Regions from separate parts of the Mus musculus genome. Here all the other regions are linked to region 3. A link is a contact called in public HiChIP or PLAC-seq data. All regions are on one chromosome and are shown on one strand. The core of a region is the stretch at or near the end of the contact, and the rest is flanking DNA. Distances in the headings are between cores, read along the strand shown. Region 1 has its middle 37 kb from the start of Slc22a5. Region 2 overlaps Slc22a4 (solute carrier family 22 (organic cation transporter), member 4). Region 3 overlaps Gm12223 (a long non-coding RNA gene).

Evidence for each region. HiChIP or PLAC-seq counts read pairs in DNA pulled down with a chosen protein or histone mark.
Region 1: a CTCF HiChIP or PLAC-seq map of the NIH/3T3 cell line shows a contact between it and region 3, with 7 read pairs. The contact joins two enhancer-like sites. A contact is called at or near these places in 1 of 15 datasets of contacts at CTCF or cohesin (the NIH/3T3 cell line) and 1 of 484 Hi-C or Micro-C datasets (nephron progenitors).
Region 2: a FOXA1 HiChIP or PLAC-seq map of pancreatic cancer cells shows a contact between it and region 3. The contact joins two enhancer-like sites. A contact is called at or near these places in 1 of 15 datasets of contacts at CTCF or cohesin (the NIH/3T3 cell line), 20 of 484 Hi-C or Micro-C datasets (CD8 T cells, the CH12 cell line, LSK cells and 9 more), 1 of 115 datasets of contacts at active chromatin or transcription factors (pancreatic cancer cells) and 1 of 9 other capture datasets (adipose tissue).

Annotation. Positions count from the first base shown.
Region 1 is chr11:53,926,702-53,930,252 of GRCm38.p6, forward strand. It overlaps the pseudogene Gm12220. Among named protein-coding and RNA genes, the nearest start is that of Slc22a5, 37 kb to the left of the region's middle. Within about 2 kb of position 2,085, at least 11 of the 459 cell types and tissues checked have an H3K27ac peak or open chromatin away from gene starts, as enhancers often do. A contact at or near this core is called in the NIH/3T3 cell line, where this site is marked.
Region 2 is chr11:54,001,089-54,004,740 of GRCm38.p6, forward strand. The region is part of intron 3 of Slc22a4 (solute carrier family 22 (organic cation transporter), member 4); the gene reads right to left. Among named protein-coding and RNA genes, the nearest start is that of Slc22a21, 23 kb to the left of the region's middle. Within about 2 kb of position 1,818, at least 59 of the 459 cell types and tissues checked have an H3K27ac peak or open chromatin away from gene starts, as enhancers often do. A contact at or near this core is called in adipose tissue and pancreatic cancer cells, where this site is marked.
Region 3 is chr11:54,180,052-54,183,466 of GRCm38.p6, forward strand. All of the region lies in intron 3 of Gm12223 (a long non-coding RNA gene), which reads left to right. The region is part of intron 2 of 4933405E24Rik (RIKEN cDNA 4933405E24 gene); the gene reads right to left. Among named protein-coding and RNA genes, the nearest start is that of 4933405E24Rik, 32 kb to the right of the region's middle. Within about 2 kb of position 1,805, at least 46 of the 459 cell types and tissues checked have an H3K27ac peak or open chromatin away from gene starts, as enhancers often do. A contact at or near this core is called in the NIH/3T3 cell line, adipose tissue and pancreatic cancer cells, where this site is marked.

The DNA of each region.
Region 1 (3,551 bases), core at 835-3,334, 250 kb before region 3:
TCTTAGATTCCATTCCCAGCATTGCAAAACAAACATCATCAATAAACCCCACATAAAGTTTGTATATAATCTAAGTACATCCCCATGTATATCTCTGGGTTGCTTACTGTCTTAGTCAGGGTTTCTATTCCTGCACAAACATCATGACCAAGAAGCAAGTTGGGGAGGAAAGGGTTTATTCGGCTTACACTTCCATGCTGCTGTTCATCACCAAAGGAAGTCAGGACTGGAACTCAAGCAGGTCAGGGAGCAGGAGCTGATGCAGAGGCCATGGAGGGATGTTCTTTACTGGCTTGCCTCCTCTGGCTTGCTCAGTCTGCTCTCTTATAGAATCCAAGGCAGCCAGCCCAGAGATGGTCCCACCCACAAGGGGCCCTTCCCCCTTGATCACTAATTGAGAAAATGCCTTACAGTTGTATCTCATGGAGGCATTTCCTCAACTGAAGCTCCTTTCTCTGTGGTAACTACAGCTGTGTCAAGTTGACACAAAACTAGCCAGTACAATTGACCCCTTGTCAACTTGACACACAAACACATCACTAGTAAGCCTCAACCCTTACATTCTTATTCATCCCCAAGATCTAAATAACTTTAAATGTCCCACAGTCTTTACATATTCTTAAATTTTCAATCTCTTTAAAATATCCATCTCTTTTAAAATCCAAACTCTTTTTACAATTAAAAGTCTCTTAACTGTGGGCTCCACTAAAACAGTTTCTTCCTTCAAGAGGGAAAATATCAGGGCACAGTCACAATCAAAGCAAAAATCAATATCCAACTGTCCAATGTCTGGGATCCAACTCATGATCTTCTGGGCTCCTCCAAGGGCTTGGGTCACTTCTCCAGCCATGCCCTTTGTAGCACACGCGTCATCCTCTAGGCTCCAGATGCCTGTACCCCACTGCTGCTGCTGCTCTTGGTGGTCATCTCATGGTACTGGCATCTCCAAAACACTGCATGACCCCTTCAGTCCTGGGCCTTCAATTGCAACTGCGCCTGCACCTTCACCAATGGCCTTCCATGGCCTCTCACGGTGCCGAGCCTCAGCTGCTTTGCGTGACCCGTTCATGCCTTCAAAACCAGTACCACCTGGGTGACCCTTACATATTACCAAGTCCCGCTGCAGCAGGAGTACAACCTTGGCCATCTCTGGAACACAGCCTCTTTGTGCTTTCAGAAAACACTTCCCAGAAGATGTCACCTCAATGATGCTGGTCTCTTCTTAATCACCGCTAATTTCTTAGCTCCAGCTAACCAGTATCAATAGTCCCAGTAATGCAAAGTTTTTGCTTTAGTAGTTCTGGTATCTTGTTAATCACAGCTGATTCTTCAGCCCCAGCTAACCAGAACTACAGAATCTTCACAATCAAAACAGCAATGGCCCTAAAAAGCCTTTAATTTTCCCTCTGAAATTTCACAAACCAGAGCTCCATCTTCTGCAGTGTTCTCAACATTATCTTCCAAGCTCCTACACGACATCCGACAGAGCTCTTAACAACGGATGGATCTTCAAGCCCAAAGTTCCAAAGTCCTTCCACAGTCCTCCCCAAAACATGGTCAGATTGTCACAGGAATACCCCACTCTGCTGGTACCAATTTGTCTTAGTCAGGGTTTCTATTCCTGCACAAACATCATGACCAAGAAGCAAGTTGGGGAGGAAAGGGTTTATTCGGCTTACACTTCCATGCTGCTGTTCATCACCAAAGGAAGTCAGGACTGGAACTCAAGCAGGTCAGGGAGCAGGAGCTGATGCAGAGGCCATGGAGGGATGTTCTTTACTGGCTTGCCTCCTCTGGCTTGCTCAGTCTGCTCTCTTATAGAATCCAAGGCAGCCAGCCCAGAGATGGTCCCACCCACAAGGGGCCCTTCCCCCTTGATCACTAATTGAGAAAATGCCTTACAGTTGTATCTCATGGAGGCATTTCCTCAACTGAAGCTCCTTTCTCTGTGGTAACTACAGCTGTGTCAAGTTGACACAAAACTAGCCAGTACACTTACAAATTCAGCATAATGTATAACACTTCCTTTGAGATAGTTTGCTGGACATGGGCCCTGGTATGCCAAGCATGCATTCTTTCCCTGATCTACCTACCACCAGTTTCTCAATACCTAATGCGATGCAGAAATGGTGTAAGAGTGGCTGTAGTGTATGTAGTGTTTAGGGAATAACAAGAAAACCAGCCTGAACACGCTCAGGGCACTTTTTTTCTGGTTCTTCGAATCCACAGATCTGGAACTTGTGGGTAGCTGGAACTTGTCTGTACTGTGGTTGAATAGAGAAAGAGGATTTCTAAAGAAAGGAAAGTGCTCAAAACTGAGCACAGAGTTAAAGACACAACCCAGCAGTACCAGCTCCACAGACCACATGGAAATACATGGGCAGGAGGAGACTGGAGTGGGAAGTATCTGGAAGAAGTCTGAGACAGGCTTCCTACAGTGCACATGCCCAGTCACTGAGATGCAGAGTGCTGGAAGTTTGGAGGCAGCAGGGCAAGCTGCAGCAGAGAGCAGGCAGAAGCAGCTAGGTGAACAGTGGGCTTAACTCTGGGGTGCTTGCCTGGCACCAGGCAGAGGGCTGGCTGGGAATGGCGGTTGTACTCACCACCACAGGGGGACACAAAATAGCCCAGGCAGTGTCAGGGCCAGCAGCAGCATCCTCCAGTCTCTGATGAAGTATGCAAACAGTGGCAGGACCATGTAGCCGATTGCAAAAAATGTACAGACTCCTAATGTGGAGAAGATGATGCGAACCGACTTGCTCAGGATTTCAGTTCCTGTTCAAAACAATGGGCAGTATTAGCATTTCTGCTCTCTTCAACATTTGCCTTTTTGAGATGGGGTCTCTTTCCAGAGCTGGGGATTGAACCTGTGAATGCCTGGCAAGGATTTTACCAATGAGCTATACCTGAGCCCAACATCCATTTGTTACAGTATTACCTGGAAGTTGGAGTTCTAGTCACTGTTCTATTGCTGGGAAGAGACAGCACAAACAAGGTAACTCTTATAAAAGAAAGCATTTAATTGAGGGTTTGCTTGGTCCATCATCATGGTGGGGAGCATGATGTAAGAATGGTGGTGTAGCAGCAGCTGAGAGCAAGTGAACTGCACTCTTGAAACCTCAAAGTTCAACCCCAGTGACACTTTTTCTCCAACATGGCCACACCCAGTCCTTCTAATCCTATCAAAGAGTTCGATTCCCTGGTGACTAAGCATTCAAGTACCACAAAAGAAGGCCTTTGCCTTGTGCCCTGAGTAGCAATTTCAGGGTGTGTCCTGGGAGTAAGGAAGGGCAGGGTGGACAATGTTGATAGAAACCAAGATTCGGGAACTTCAGGGAGGATGGGGTTTCAGATTTTTAAAGTCACGGGCTCAGATAAAGGCCATTTTATGTCATAGGGCAATCATGCCAGCTGTGGTGGTTTGAATGAGAGTGGTTCCTTACAGGATCATACATTTGAATATGTTGTCTCCAGTTGGTGGAACCATTTGGGAAGGCTTAGAGGGTTAGAGGTGTGTGTAATAGGGGACTGGGGCTGGTGTTTCAAAGGAC
Region 2 (3,652 bases), core at 568-3,067, 180 kb before region 3:
TCGGCTCCCAAAATCACAGGGAACCCACACGTCTGAACTGAGGGTCCCTGTCCCCAGTTGGCTCTGACTGGGAAATAAAGTTGCCAGCAGCCAATGGATGGGCAGGGAGACAGAGGTGGGGCCTTTAGGATTCCTGGACAAGAAATGCAGAAGAGAAGGAAGAGGGCATCCCACCATGACAAGGGTGTAGGAGACCACACCGGGAAAGTGCAGGAGGGAGAGACGGCTGAAATGTAGATGCAAAGGGGAAAGCAGCCCCTGGAGGACCCCAGAAGGGTCCAGGGCAGCAAGGATAAAATACAGATTTAGTAAGTGTGTTAACTCAGGAATATTGGAGGGGAGTGTGTTAGCCACATGGAGGTTCAGAAGTGGCCTAACCATTAAGCTAGTTATACCATATTAAAATATAAAGTGTGTGTGTGTGTGTGTGTGTGTGTGTTTCCATCTGGGATCCAGAACATAAGGGCAGGTGGTGAGAAGTGTGTGTGTACCTGCCAGGAGATAGAGCAGATTTAACAAATTACCTCATCAGGTTTCTAGATCGACTTAACTGGGGAGAAAGGTCCCCATAAATGTGGGTGGAGCCAGGGTATGGGAGAGGGTGCTGGGCTGAATAAAAAAGAGAAGGCCAGGTGGGCACAAGCATTCATTTCTCTGCTTCCTGACTGGAGATACAGTGTGGTTGGGGGACTCCAACTTCTGCTGCCACGACACAGAAAATGAGATCTGGGTTTTTGAGATAAGCTAGCCTATGGTATTTGGCTATGCTATTTCATTCAAATAGGCCAGGACAAATTTATATTTCAAGTTTAAAGCATTTAAAGGTTGGAGTATAGCTTAGTTATACAGTGCATGCAAGAAGCCCTTGGTTTGATCCTTAATACAAAAAGATATGTACATTAATAAATTAGTGAAAAACAATACAAAATAGGTGGCTGATAAAAAGCCATGTAATTGATGTAGTTAAATCTCAAATATGACTGAGATCCCTGGTAGCCAAAGTTATAGAACATGCCATCAAGTGTATGCTCATTGAAAGGGAAACATATGGATTGGATCAAATGAGCTTTAAACATGTCTAAAGAGAAGCTACAGCAAGGATGGCAGGGGTGGGGTGGGGTCGTGGTTGGGTGTTGATGTTAGAAGTCTGAAAAATACTGAATTAGTGAGCTCAGTCAAGGCAGGAGGTGGTTAGGTTTTCTGAAGACAGAGAACCAGAGGGCGCTGTTGCGCTGCAGGAAAACCCGCAGCCACCAGGTCCATCCTTCCACCAAGCCCTCCCTTGCTGAGAAGCGGTTCTTTACAGGGGATGAAGGAGATCCACTGCTGGCATCTTACCCAGCAGTCTGTAGGCAGGTTGAGGGTGCTATGCCTGAGACTAACACAGGGCCTAGAAAGCTGGGGTGAGAGGGTCAATGACCCTGATTTTGAGTCTCACTTCCCCCACCCTGGGAGGTGTATCCTGTGTGTGTTGCTCTGAGGAGCATGAGTTTAGTTGGCCTTTTGTACTATCCTAAGACTCTTGCAAGCCTAGTGAGGTTTTTAAGAGCAGCCTAGAAGAAGGCTCATTCCTGTACTGCTTTGGGAACAATTCAGGTTCTGGAATCAACACAGAGATTAATCCCCAGGATGAACATTTTACCATCCCAAGCATCCAGATTCCCAGAGCTGGGAAGATCAAAGTTCAGGGAACTTCTCAAATGAAAATCTGTTAGGTTCAAATCTGGCTTCAAGGAAAAGAAAACCAACAGAAGCCTGGAAAGTAGCTGTTTTACTCGTGAAACACCAGAGGGCACTGCTGTGCTGCAGGAAAACCAGCAGCCACCATGTCTGTCTTTCCACAAAGTCCTCCTCCCCTGTAGAAGTGCCTGGGATGCCATCTGTTCTGGGACAGATCAGTTTTCAGCGACACTTTCAGGCCTTCAGACCTAAGATCGTAACACAAGTGTTATCCCAGAACCTAATGTTAGCAGTTTCCCTCCGAGCCCGCTAGAATGAGAAGGGTGGACCCAAGCAGACAGCGAGCCCTGTGAGTGCAGTCTTCTCTGTTAACTGTTGGCCTGACACACCTAAGCTCCTGCCCACCCTTGACCTGGCCCTCTTCTTCTCTACCCTGCACTCGAGGCCATGGCCACGTGGGAAGGAGGGTTGTGGAAGGCAGTGCCAGAGCTGTGGTACTTGAGGGGGCTGGGGCTGCTGCTGGGTGGCTGGGCCTGTGGATAAAGTGCTTGCAGTACAAGGATGAGGATGTGAGCTCAAATGCCCAGGACCCGCTTAAAAGAGCTGGGCACTGTGGAACACGCCTGAGAACCCAGTGCTGATGGGACAGAGACAGGAGGCCTCTGGGGTAAGTTACCTGAGAGCTCCAAGTTTAATGTAAGTTTATGCCAAAGAATAAGGTGAATGGCCAGCTGGCTGGCTCAGTGCCAGTCCTGGTCAGCTGAGTTGACTCCCAGGGCCCAGCGTGGTGGGAGGAGAAAATGAAGTCCCACTAGTTCTCTGCTTTTCACCCGTGTGCTATGGCTTGCATGCACCCCCTTTCCTCATACAAAATAAACATTCATTTAGAAAAATAGGCAGAGAGCAATTGTGAAGGACATCCAGTGTTTCCCTCTGCATTAACCTGCCCACACTCCTGAGCTCATACTTATGCATACATAAACACTCACAGAGACAGACAGATAGACACACAGATAGACAAACACAGACACATAGAGACATACATACATACATACATACATACATACATACAGACAGACAGACAGACACAAGTTAAATAAGTAAAATGCATCAGAGGATGAGGCTGTCTGGCATAGACCACTCCTTGCTCCCAGCCGGGGCTGCTCTGACTTTGTCCTCCCATCCAGAGGGACCCTCACGTCCCACCCTTCCCAGGTCTTACATCACTTACTGCTTGCAGCTCTTTTCTTTCTACACAAACGTCTCTGCTCTCTACAGACATAATAATATTTGTTATGGTGAAGTGTTGTTGTTGTTTTGCTTTTAAGAGACATGGTATTGCTACATAGCCCAGGCTATCCTAAAACTGATCATTCTCCTGTCTCTGTCTCCTGAGAACATGTGTGCATCTTCACAGATAACCTCAGAAAAACTCCTGTCGCTCTCCTCATCCTCCTCGGAAGGCTGAGAACCTCGCTCCTCATGCCAGGGCCTGCTTAATGGAGGGCTGCTTATTGAGCCACGCGGAACCCTGTGTCTCCTGCTTGCACTATCCCTTCCTGTGAGTCCTCTTCCCTCAGACACGAGGCTGGGCCCGTGGCAAGAGGCCATTCACCAATAATTAAAGGAATGGAATTTGGACAATTCCACCTTGGCAACCTGACAGAGGGTGTGCATGTATTTGGCTAACACAACATAACACGGCTAAGGCCAGTGAGTCACAAACTCCTGAGAGCAATCAGAACTACATAGCCAGGTGTAGGAAAGGCTATTCGACCTCTATGATAGAGCACGATCAATAGTTAAGCTGGAACAATGGGAAAAGACTGTGATAATTTGGGGCCAACTAAAATGCTTGTTCTAAGTATTATAGGACTTTGTGTTTATTATGCTGTGGGTATACTACCTCACCTCCTTTCATAATGAGGGGGTGTTAGGTGGTGGGAATCACACTTTTCAGAGCACCCCTGAA
Region 3 (3,415 bases), core at 555-3,054:
GAGGAATCAGGTGTGTGTGTGTGTGTGTGTGTGTGTGTGTGTGTGTGTGTGTGTGTGTGTGTGTGTTAAGATGGCTTAGCAGCTAAGAGCAGGCACTGACTGCTCTTGTAAAGGACCCAAGTTTAGTCCCCAGTGTCCATGGCAGACACATAGCAAGTGCCTGTAACTCCAGCTTCAGGGGGATCAGATGCCACTGTGTGCAACCCTCCCCCACATAATTAAAAATAAAATAAATTTAAAACGTAAGGTGGACAGCCCCTGAGTGATACCTGAGGTTCACATCGGTTCTCTCCATGTACATGCATTGCACATGTATGTGGACCCATGTACATGTGAACACATGCATACACACTTGCACACACACAAATTATAGGAAATACTGAGAAGATGACAGCACTAGAATGGTAAGGAGCCCACTTGTGAAAGGTCTAGACTGTGAGTGTCCTAGGCTGGATGTCAATCAGGCACAAAAGCATGAGGAAGGCAAAGCCTGATCAACATAATGTTTGGAAGCAGCCCTTCCTGCTTTAGTTATATATTCATATTAAATATTGCATATTTAGCTACATATCTTCTCCATAGTTGCAGGAACAAAACAATAGAAAATCCTTTTTTAAAAATTTATGTTAATTTTAATAGTATACTTATATATTCTTATTATATTTTAAAATTATTAACCATTTTATATTAATTACTGAGTTCATTATAAATTCAATTTTGTCATAGTTGTGTAACTGTGAAGAAATATATTCAGACTATGTATATGTACACATAAAAGTTTCTATACTACATACAGTTTCCAATATCTACACAGTGTCTTTTTTTTCTTTTTTTATATGAATGCTCTTTTTTTAAAATTAGGTATTTTCTTCATTTACATTTCCAATGCTATCCCAAAAGCCCCCCCATATCCTCCCCCCCCAACTCCCCTACCCACCCATTCCCACTTTTTGGCCCTGGTGTTCCCCTGTACTGAGGCATATAAAGTTTGCAAGACCAAGGGGCCTCTCTTTCCAATGATGGCTGACTAGGCCATCTTCTGCTACATATGCAGCTAGAGACACGAGCTCCCGGGGGTACTGGTTAGTTCATATTGTTGTTCCACCTATAGGGTTGCAGACCCCTTTAGCTCCTTGGGTACTTTCTCTAGCTCCTCCATTGGGGACCCTGTGTTCCATTCAATAGCTGACTGTGAGCATCCACTTCTGTGTTTGCCAGGCACCGACATAGCCTCACAAGAGACAGCTATATCAGGGTCCTTTCAGCAAAATCTTGCTGGCGTATGCAATGGTGTCTGCATTTAGAGGCTGATTATGGGATGGATCCCCGGGTGCGGCAGTCTCTAGATGGTCCATCCTTTTATCTCAGCTCCAAAGAAAATCCTAATCACCTATTTTTTTGAAGTTGGGAGTTTCAGATGTATCGGAGTTCCATGGACTTTGGAGCAGTAATCGAAGTACCACAATCTATCTATTTGGACTTTGAGTCTCAGGGATCCACTCATTAGGGTACCTGACCCAAACCATCTTTAAGGATTCTGAGCCCCATTCAATAATGTCTTCTGAAAGCATGAGCAACACACTTGCTCACTTGCTACTAAAGTTTTGCAGGGAGTTCTATGAGTCCCCGGTAAGTCACCTAAAGCCACACTCTACCCTGTCACTATGTAACAAAATCATGATCGCCTCTTGGTTAGAACTGAGGACTTTTGGCAGCAGCGATTCTGTGTTTCCTGCTGGTCTGCAAACATGAGGAGCTCAACGTGACAGGGCAATAGGCATAGTTTAAATTCCGCTGAGAAGTCCCAGTCAGGCTCCTCTGATGCAAGCATTTCCCTCTGGGATCCAGGCCGGTAGAACAGTGCAGTCTGGTAGGATGTTTTGCAACAATGGAAATCTTCTGCGCTGTCCAACATTCTTGCTACTTTTTCATATGGCCATTGAACGCTTGAAATGTGCCAAGTATGAATGAGGAACTGAATCTTTAATTACACCTAAGGGTAAACACCCATGCATGGTTAGATGGCTACCCTTAGCTAGTGCATTTGTCTAGCGATGGAGGGAGAGGAAACACTCTTCCGATGAGTCACTCCAGCACACAGAGGGGTCATTTCTATTTCCACTCATCAGTTTCCAGACCCATGCATTCTTCATGCTATGCTTATTGGTTTGGGATGTATGATGCAGCCTAGAAGAGGATCCTGACTTTGCAGAACACAATCTTCAAGCTGATATCTTACCCAAAGCTTCAAGAAACCATTCCTTTACCCTGTCAAGTGACCAGTTCACTGGCAATGGATGATATAATTAAATCAGCAGTTGCTTTGGTCATTTTTCCCATTTCCCTGTGCATTTTGCTTAGTGAAAGTCTCAATTTGACTCTCCTTTTGGGTATTAGTATTGGCCAAGGATCTGGGGAAATTGATCTTAGTCAACATGAAGTTCTATTTCTAGGTGGAAGAGGTCCTGTTTAACTTGGTAGGTAGCTGGTGGCTTTCTCTGATGATATTATCTGTTCAAGGGTCTCTTTCATCTAACCGACTAGAAGTTTCATCTTAATGTTTAAATGTTCCTACTTCCTCCTGTTCTTACCAACACTCTCCTGCTATGTAATTTTATTATTTCTTAAAAAACTATGTGTATGTGTATGTGTATGTGTATGTGTATGTGTATGTGTATGTGTATGTGTATGTGTATGTGTATGTGTATGTGTATGTGTTTGTGTATGTGTATGTCTGTGAAGGGATGCACACATGCGTGCAAAGTTCACAGAGGCCAGAAGAGGCATCAGATCACCTGGAGCAGGCGTTGTAGGCAGTTGTAAACTGCCTTACATGAGTGGGTGTTGGGAACTGAACTTGGGTCTTCTGCAAGCGAAGCAGTACTTTTAATGTTAAGCCGTGTCTCCAGCCCCTGCTTCATCCTGTATCCTGCGGTTTAGATTTATATTTTCCTGATGGTTAAGAGGGCTGAGTATCTTTTCATGTACTTATTGGTCACTTGTATATCTTTGAAAAATAACTACTCAGAGCCCTTGCTACGTGGGGGTTTGGCAGTACGTGGGAGGTTGGCAGTATGTGGGTTGTTGTTGGTGGTACAGTGCTCTTCCTCTGTGCTGAATCCTTTCCTGATGATTTTCTCTGACACATAAAAGGTTGGGTTTTTTTCCCCCACATGTTTTATAATGGTCAATAATGACTGATTATTAATGGGTGCCAGCTCCAGTCAATTCATGTGTGTGTGTCTGTGTGTGTGTATGTGTGTGTGTGTGTGTGTATGTGAGTGTGTGCACATATGTGTGTATGTGTGCGTGTGTGTGTGTATATGTGTGCATGTGTGTGCGCATGTGTGTGTGTGCATGTAATTTTATGTCTATGAGTGTTTTGCCTGCATGTAAGTATGTGTTCCATGTGCAT